Regions from separate parts of the Mus musculus genome. Here region 2 is linked to region 1. The links are chromatin contacts, called in public Hi-C maps. All regions are on one chromosome and are shown on one strand. The core of a region is the stretch at or near the end of the contact, and the rest is flanking DNA. Distances in the headings are between cores, read along the strand shown.

Region 1 (2,785 bases), core at 22-2,521:
GGATTCATTTTAGGTTGAAAATTTTGTGGGTGGGTTGATGTCCCTATCTCTCCAAAGGGGTTCCTGTCTGGCTACAGAAGGTGGCCTTTTCCGGTTCCATATCACCAATGTTGTGAGTCACAGCTAAAGTCACCCTACACTGCTTCTTGGGCATATCCCTCATCCCAGGTCTCTGTCTTGTCCTAGAGATGCCCTGCACCTCCTCACTCTGGTCAGTTGCAGATTTCCATTCATTTTCATGGCCATCTCTCCTGTCTTTCCCCACACCTGATCCTGAATCCCCCATTCCCCTCCCTATATCCCTCCCTCCTAGTTCACTCCCTCCATCTTCATCTTATGACTATTTTATACAGATACCCACAGCCAAACAGTGGACAGAGCTTGGGGACTCTTATGGAAGAATAACAAGGATTGCAGACTCTGAAGGGGATAGGAATTCCACAGGAAGACCAACCTGGACCCTTGGGGCTGTCAGAGTCTGAGCCATCAACCAAAGAACATAAACAGGCTGGACCTAGGTAGGCCTCCCCACACATATATACCAGGTGTGCAGCTTGGTCTTCATGTGAGTCCAAACAACTGGAGAGGGTGCTATCCCAAAATCTGTTGCCTATACATAGGTTATGTTCTATTAGCTGGGCTGCCTTTTCTGGCTTCAGTGAGAGAGGAAGTGCCTAGCCTTGCAGAGACTTGAAGTGCCAGGGTAAGGGGATAACCCAGGGCATAACCATCTGCTCAGAGAAGAAGGGGAGGAGGGAGGAGGGAGGAGGGAAGGATTGTGGGAGGCTGTGGAGGGGCAGTGAGTAGGATGTAAAGTGAATAAGTAAAAAAAAAAAAAAATTAAATAAAAAAAATCCAGATAAAAGCCAGTGTGATCTTTAAATTCCTCTTGCCAAATAATACTCTTTGACAGGGTGAGACCAAATATTTTAGACCCAATCCAATAGCAGAACAAGGCACCCCTCTCCACTCCCCCCCCCCCATTCCCACATGGTGTGGTCATTAGTAGCTCTTCGGTTTTCAAAGGATTGGAATCGGAACAGTAAAATGGACTCCGTTGCCACAATCTCGTGGAAACGTTCTTGTTGTTGACGATGGTTCAGAATCACTTTGCTAGCTGCTTTGGCTTCAGGGCTGTCATCTTGAGGAGCAGAAGCCCTGGCATCCAACAGCAGAGGCTTCTTGAGTTGCGAGCGCCCTTCTCTTTTACCCACAGATGGAGGTCAGGGTGGCCTAACCCCGAGGAAGGCTTGGCAGCTTTCTGAGGGTGGAGATGAGAACTGGGCCTTCTGACAAAAAAACGCCTGTGCAGGCTGGGCCTGCCAGCTGCTGTGTCCTGGGAAGAGGCTGCTTTTGCTTAACCCCTGCCATCTGGGTGGCAAATGTCCTCCTCCCAGGTCCCTGAGGACTCACCTTTAAAGGAGATTGCAGGACCTTCAGTCTCTCTCTCTCTCTCTCTCTCTCTCTCTCTCTCTCTCTCTCTCTGTCTGTCTCTCCCTCCCTCCCTCCTCTCTTTCTCCCTCCTTCCTTTCCCCTCCTCCTCCCTCCCTTTCTCTCCCTCCCTCCCCATCCCATGCTCCCCCACATGTGTGTGTGTGTGTGTGTGTGTGTGTGTGTGTGTGTGAGAGAGAGAGAGAGAGAGAGAGAGAGAGAGAGAGAGAGAGAGGAGAGAGAGTCTACACTTTCACTAAGTATAATTTCTCTCGTACCATCCACTCTTTTCTTTTGTTTAGAGACAGAATCTTTTCTGGTCTGGAACTGGACAAGAAGGCTAAGCGAGTTGGCTAACAAGCCTAGGGTAGTGCTTGTTTCTGCTCCCCAGCCCTGCGATTACAACTATTTGCCATCATGTCCAGCTCTTTAAAAAGTAGATTCTGACATCAAACTCTGGTCTCTTATGCTTGCAAGGCAAGCAATTTGTCATCTGAGCTGGCTGTTTAATCCCCACCTTTTCTTCCTTTGCTTCTTAGCCATGGGATGAATAGTTTGCTCTGCTATCCACACACCTCCAAGGCAAACCAGAAACCAGATCCGGGGCCTAACAGCCATGGGTCTCTCTGATAATGGGTTGAAACTATGAGCCATACCAAACCTCTTCATTTTATGAGTCATTTGTTACATCGACAGAACTATGTCATGTTAGACCAGGAAGCAGGCCCTTCCTCAAATCCCAGGGGAGAGCAGAAGAGACACTGTGGGAAGCCACATGTGCCATTGCAGGGTGGTGCTGGCTACCGTTGGCCATCATGCATACATAGGCAGTAAAGTTTTTTGCCAAGATGAGGTTTTGAGAATTAACCAATCGGATGAGAGAGAAGTTAACCAATCAGATGAGAGAGAAGTTACCAATCAGATGTAGGCATGCAAATGAGGTGGTAAGCATAACCCATGCATAGCACCAGTTCTGGGCTGGGGTCTCTTTGCTTCTGCAATCAAGCTCTCCCAATAAATGTGTGCAGAAGGATCCTGTTGCAGCATCGTTCTTGCTGGCGAGTCAGGGCGAGTGTAAGAAGACACATAAAACATTTCACTATGCAAACACCCTACTTCAGACACTGAGGACTCTCAGATCAGTTACATACAACACTATTAGGAAACAGCCAACATTTACTGAGAAACCCCTTAGCCCGGGCACAAACAGTTCCCCAATCAGTCTTTAACACTTCCTACAGAGGGTGGATAGTGTCACTATTTGCTAGCACTATTAAGAATTATAGCAACATTAGTATTATTAGAGATACTAACCGTCACATAATTTCAGGGACGCAGAGTAATGATTTAAGAC
Region 2 (2,700 bases), core at 32-2,531, 93 kb before region 1:
CACCAGAAGAGCACCTTTATGACTGAGTCCAGAGTGAGGGGAGGTGGAGACTAACCAGGCTCATGGCTCAAGGCAGGTGGAATAACGTTAACATATAACAGTGATTGAGAGTGAACCCAGTGTATGTGATAGGTAATGATAATAACAGTTATTACAATCTATTGACTTTCTATTCAGGGCTGGACACAATAAAAGAGGATTTAATTATTTTTTTCTAGTACCCGTGACAGCTGTGCATGGTAGAGATTACTGTTATCAACCCCGTTTTACAGAGAGAATACCAGGCCACGGGAGATTTCATAACAAGCCTGAAGTTTGTAAATGAGAGGACAACATTCATATTCGGGTCTGACCTGTTTTAGTGTCTGGCTCTTGGCAGGGGACAGTTTCATACATGTATGGCGTATTTACAATATATGCATTTGTATGCGTCTGTATACAATGTATTGTGATCATGTTGGTTCCTTAGAACCCCCTTCCCCTCTCTTGCTGACCCCATCTCCCCAATTAACCCTCTCCTACTTTCCTTTTATTTTTTGGACTCACTGGATTTTATTAGAGTTGCTTATGTTGGCATTGGATAGGAGTTATTTATTGGAGCCTAGGCAACATACCGGGGCTACACCACTGAAGGAAATGAATGACTGCCTCTTTTGAGTAAGCATCCCAACTCTTATGCCTACTAGCACCAAGCTTTGAAACAGATTGCATGTTTCCGTTTAAATTACTATAGTGTCAGGCACATAAACCAAGATAAACCCAATAGATGGCATTGAAGAGCCACAGCGTGGAGTCATAGCTGAAACAAGGAAATGGAATACCATGATCCTAAGAAACGTACGTAGCTGCCGGCTGGCTCACTTGCTCAGTGCTCTCCTACACTGGGCAGAGCCCTGAGCGTAATCTGCAGCACTGGAAACGGACCATCTGGATTTCTTCTTATAGGTCCACTTGAGACTGTTTGGAGCCAAGAATTTTGATAGTGATCCCTGGCAAACCAGACTTGGTGTCAGGGAGCTGCTCTGTAAAGCTGTAAGTGACGGAAGAGATGCGTAGGAGACAGCCTATGCGTTCACAAGGTGTGCCAACTTCGATTCTCCCAACCTGTGCTCCTGCCCTCCTCTGTTCCTTCCTAGCTATTTAAATGGCGATCCTATTGTTGGAGGATTTCATAGGGGATTGCGAGCAAGGGAATTCATCTGGGCTCAGTAAGGCAGATTCATGTTTGATTTAGCTTCTTTTGCGGAGTATTGATTTTAAACAGGTTTTGCTGCAATAATATTGTGGTTATGTCATCCCTCTGGACCATCAAAATAGCAACTCTTGTCTAAAAAGGAAATACGTTTCTGGCCTGGATTGTTTGGCATTTCCTGGTATTTATTGGCTCCCACATGCCTGTGAATCTTCTGTGTCAGCATTCCTTGTGCTTATATTCAGAGGAAGGAGGAAGAACAAGTCAGTGTCACCTCCTGAGAGCAGCAGTGTGGGCAATGGTGACCTCTGGATGACACATCACATCCGTTCATAAACTCTGCTAGGGATAGTCTGTTCCTTACCATAGCAAACCCAGTGGTCTGTCATTTAGGGACTCCCACTCTTCCATTTTTCAAGATCCAGAGTGATTTGGTTGCCTTCTGTCTGGCTCCTCAGAGTCTCCCATCTTTCTGCGCAGCTGTCGGTTCTCCCAGCATCTTAGAAGATAGCTCACCTTGGCTTGGTAACTTCAGTGCATATAAACTGGTTAGGCTGATGCCTATCTGGGGTGGGGGGGGCTTTAAACCCTGTTTGTGTTTTATCTTTTGAAGTAGGAAGAATTTGGCATGGCATGGCCAGTAGCTTAAAGTGAAGTAGGAAAGACCTCCTTACAGTTTTGGAGATTTGAGACGAGAGTATAGTGTATCTGTTAGTGTTATGAAGATAGTGTGCATGCCCTGGATAGGATATAGAATACCTCTGCCTTTTAAGACTCTATGATTATGAACAGTTCCGTTTCATACATACACACTTGGGTACTGTCCAAATCAAATTCAGGGTCAGGTAGATGGTAGGGTGGGTAAAAAAGCTGCACAAGACATGGTGATCTGTGACCCCATCACCCCTGAGGTGAGATGGGAGGTGAGGCAGGAGAATGGATCTGAAGCCACAGGCCAGCTCTTTTGGAATGTGCATTTCAGCAGCCCTCATGATCAGCACATGTGTGCTGTGGCATGCATATATGAAGGCATGCGTGTTCCTGCGCACACTCTAAATAAATAATTGAAAAACCTTGCAAGTGGAAAACCATTGCATTATGGCGCCATTGTTACCCAAGAAGACTGTGTCATTCCAAGTTCCCAAAAGTCATTGCTGATTTGATGACTCACAGGGAACGGATGGTGGTTTGGAAATGGGTCTATGTTAGCAGCCCTCCAGTTTTTTACAGATGCTATGAGGGTATCTGTGGCTCGGGCGTAAGATGGTTGGCCGTCACCACTCCCTTTATTCTAAGTGGTTGTCTTATTATTGACCACTGAAGAAGAGAAGTAAAGGTTTAGCGAAGGACCCGTTTGCATACACGACTGTGCTGAGGCCTAAACTTGGCAGCAGTTTGAATTAAAATGAAGTTTAACCTGCCCATAGTCAGGCTGGAAGCAGTACTGTAACACATGTTTAGTTTCTCAAAACAAGTAGCGCCTCTTTGAAAACAGCACATTTTCTCAT

What was found. A called contact is a pair of places that touch in the nucleus more often than the background predicts.
Region 2: a Hi-C map of uterus shows a contact between it and region 1, with 3 times the contacts expected there. The contact joins two enhancer-like sites. A contact is called at or near these places in 7 of 484 Hi-C or Micro-C datasets (cardiomyocytes, liver, macrophages and 1 more) and 1 of 115 datasets of contacts at active chromatin or transcription factors (embryonic stem cells).

What each region holds. Positions count from the first base shown.
Region 1 is chr10:95,138,312-95,141,096 of GRCm38.p6, reverse strand. The region is part of intron 2 of Gm29684 (predicted gene, 29684); the gene reads left to right. Among named protein-coding and RNA genes, the nearest start is that of Gm29684, 6.1 kb to the left of the region's middle. Within about 2 kb of position 1,271, at least 50 of the 459 cell types and tissues checked have an H3K27ac peak or open chromatin away from gene starts, as enhancers often do. A contact at or near this core is called in uterus, where this site is marked.
Region 2 is chr10:95,231,467-95,234,166 of GRCm38.p6, reverse strand. All of the region lies in intron 2 of Cradd (CASP2 and RIPK1 domain containing adaptor with death domain), which reads left to right. Among named protein-coding and RNA genes, the nearest start is that of Gm29684, 87 kb to the right of the region's middle. Within about 2 kb of position 1,281, at least 37 of the 459 cell types and tissues checked have an H3K27ac peak or open chromatin away from gene starts, as enhancers often do. A contact at or near this core is called in uterus, where this site is marked.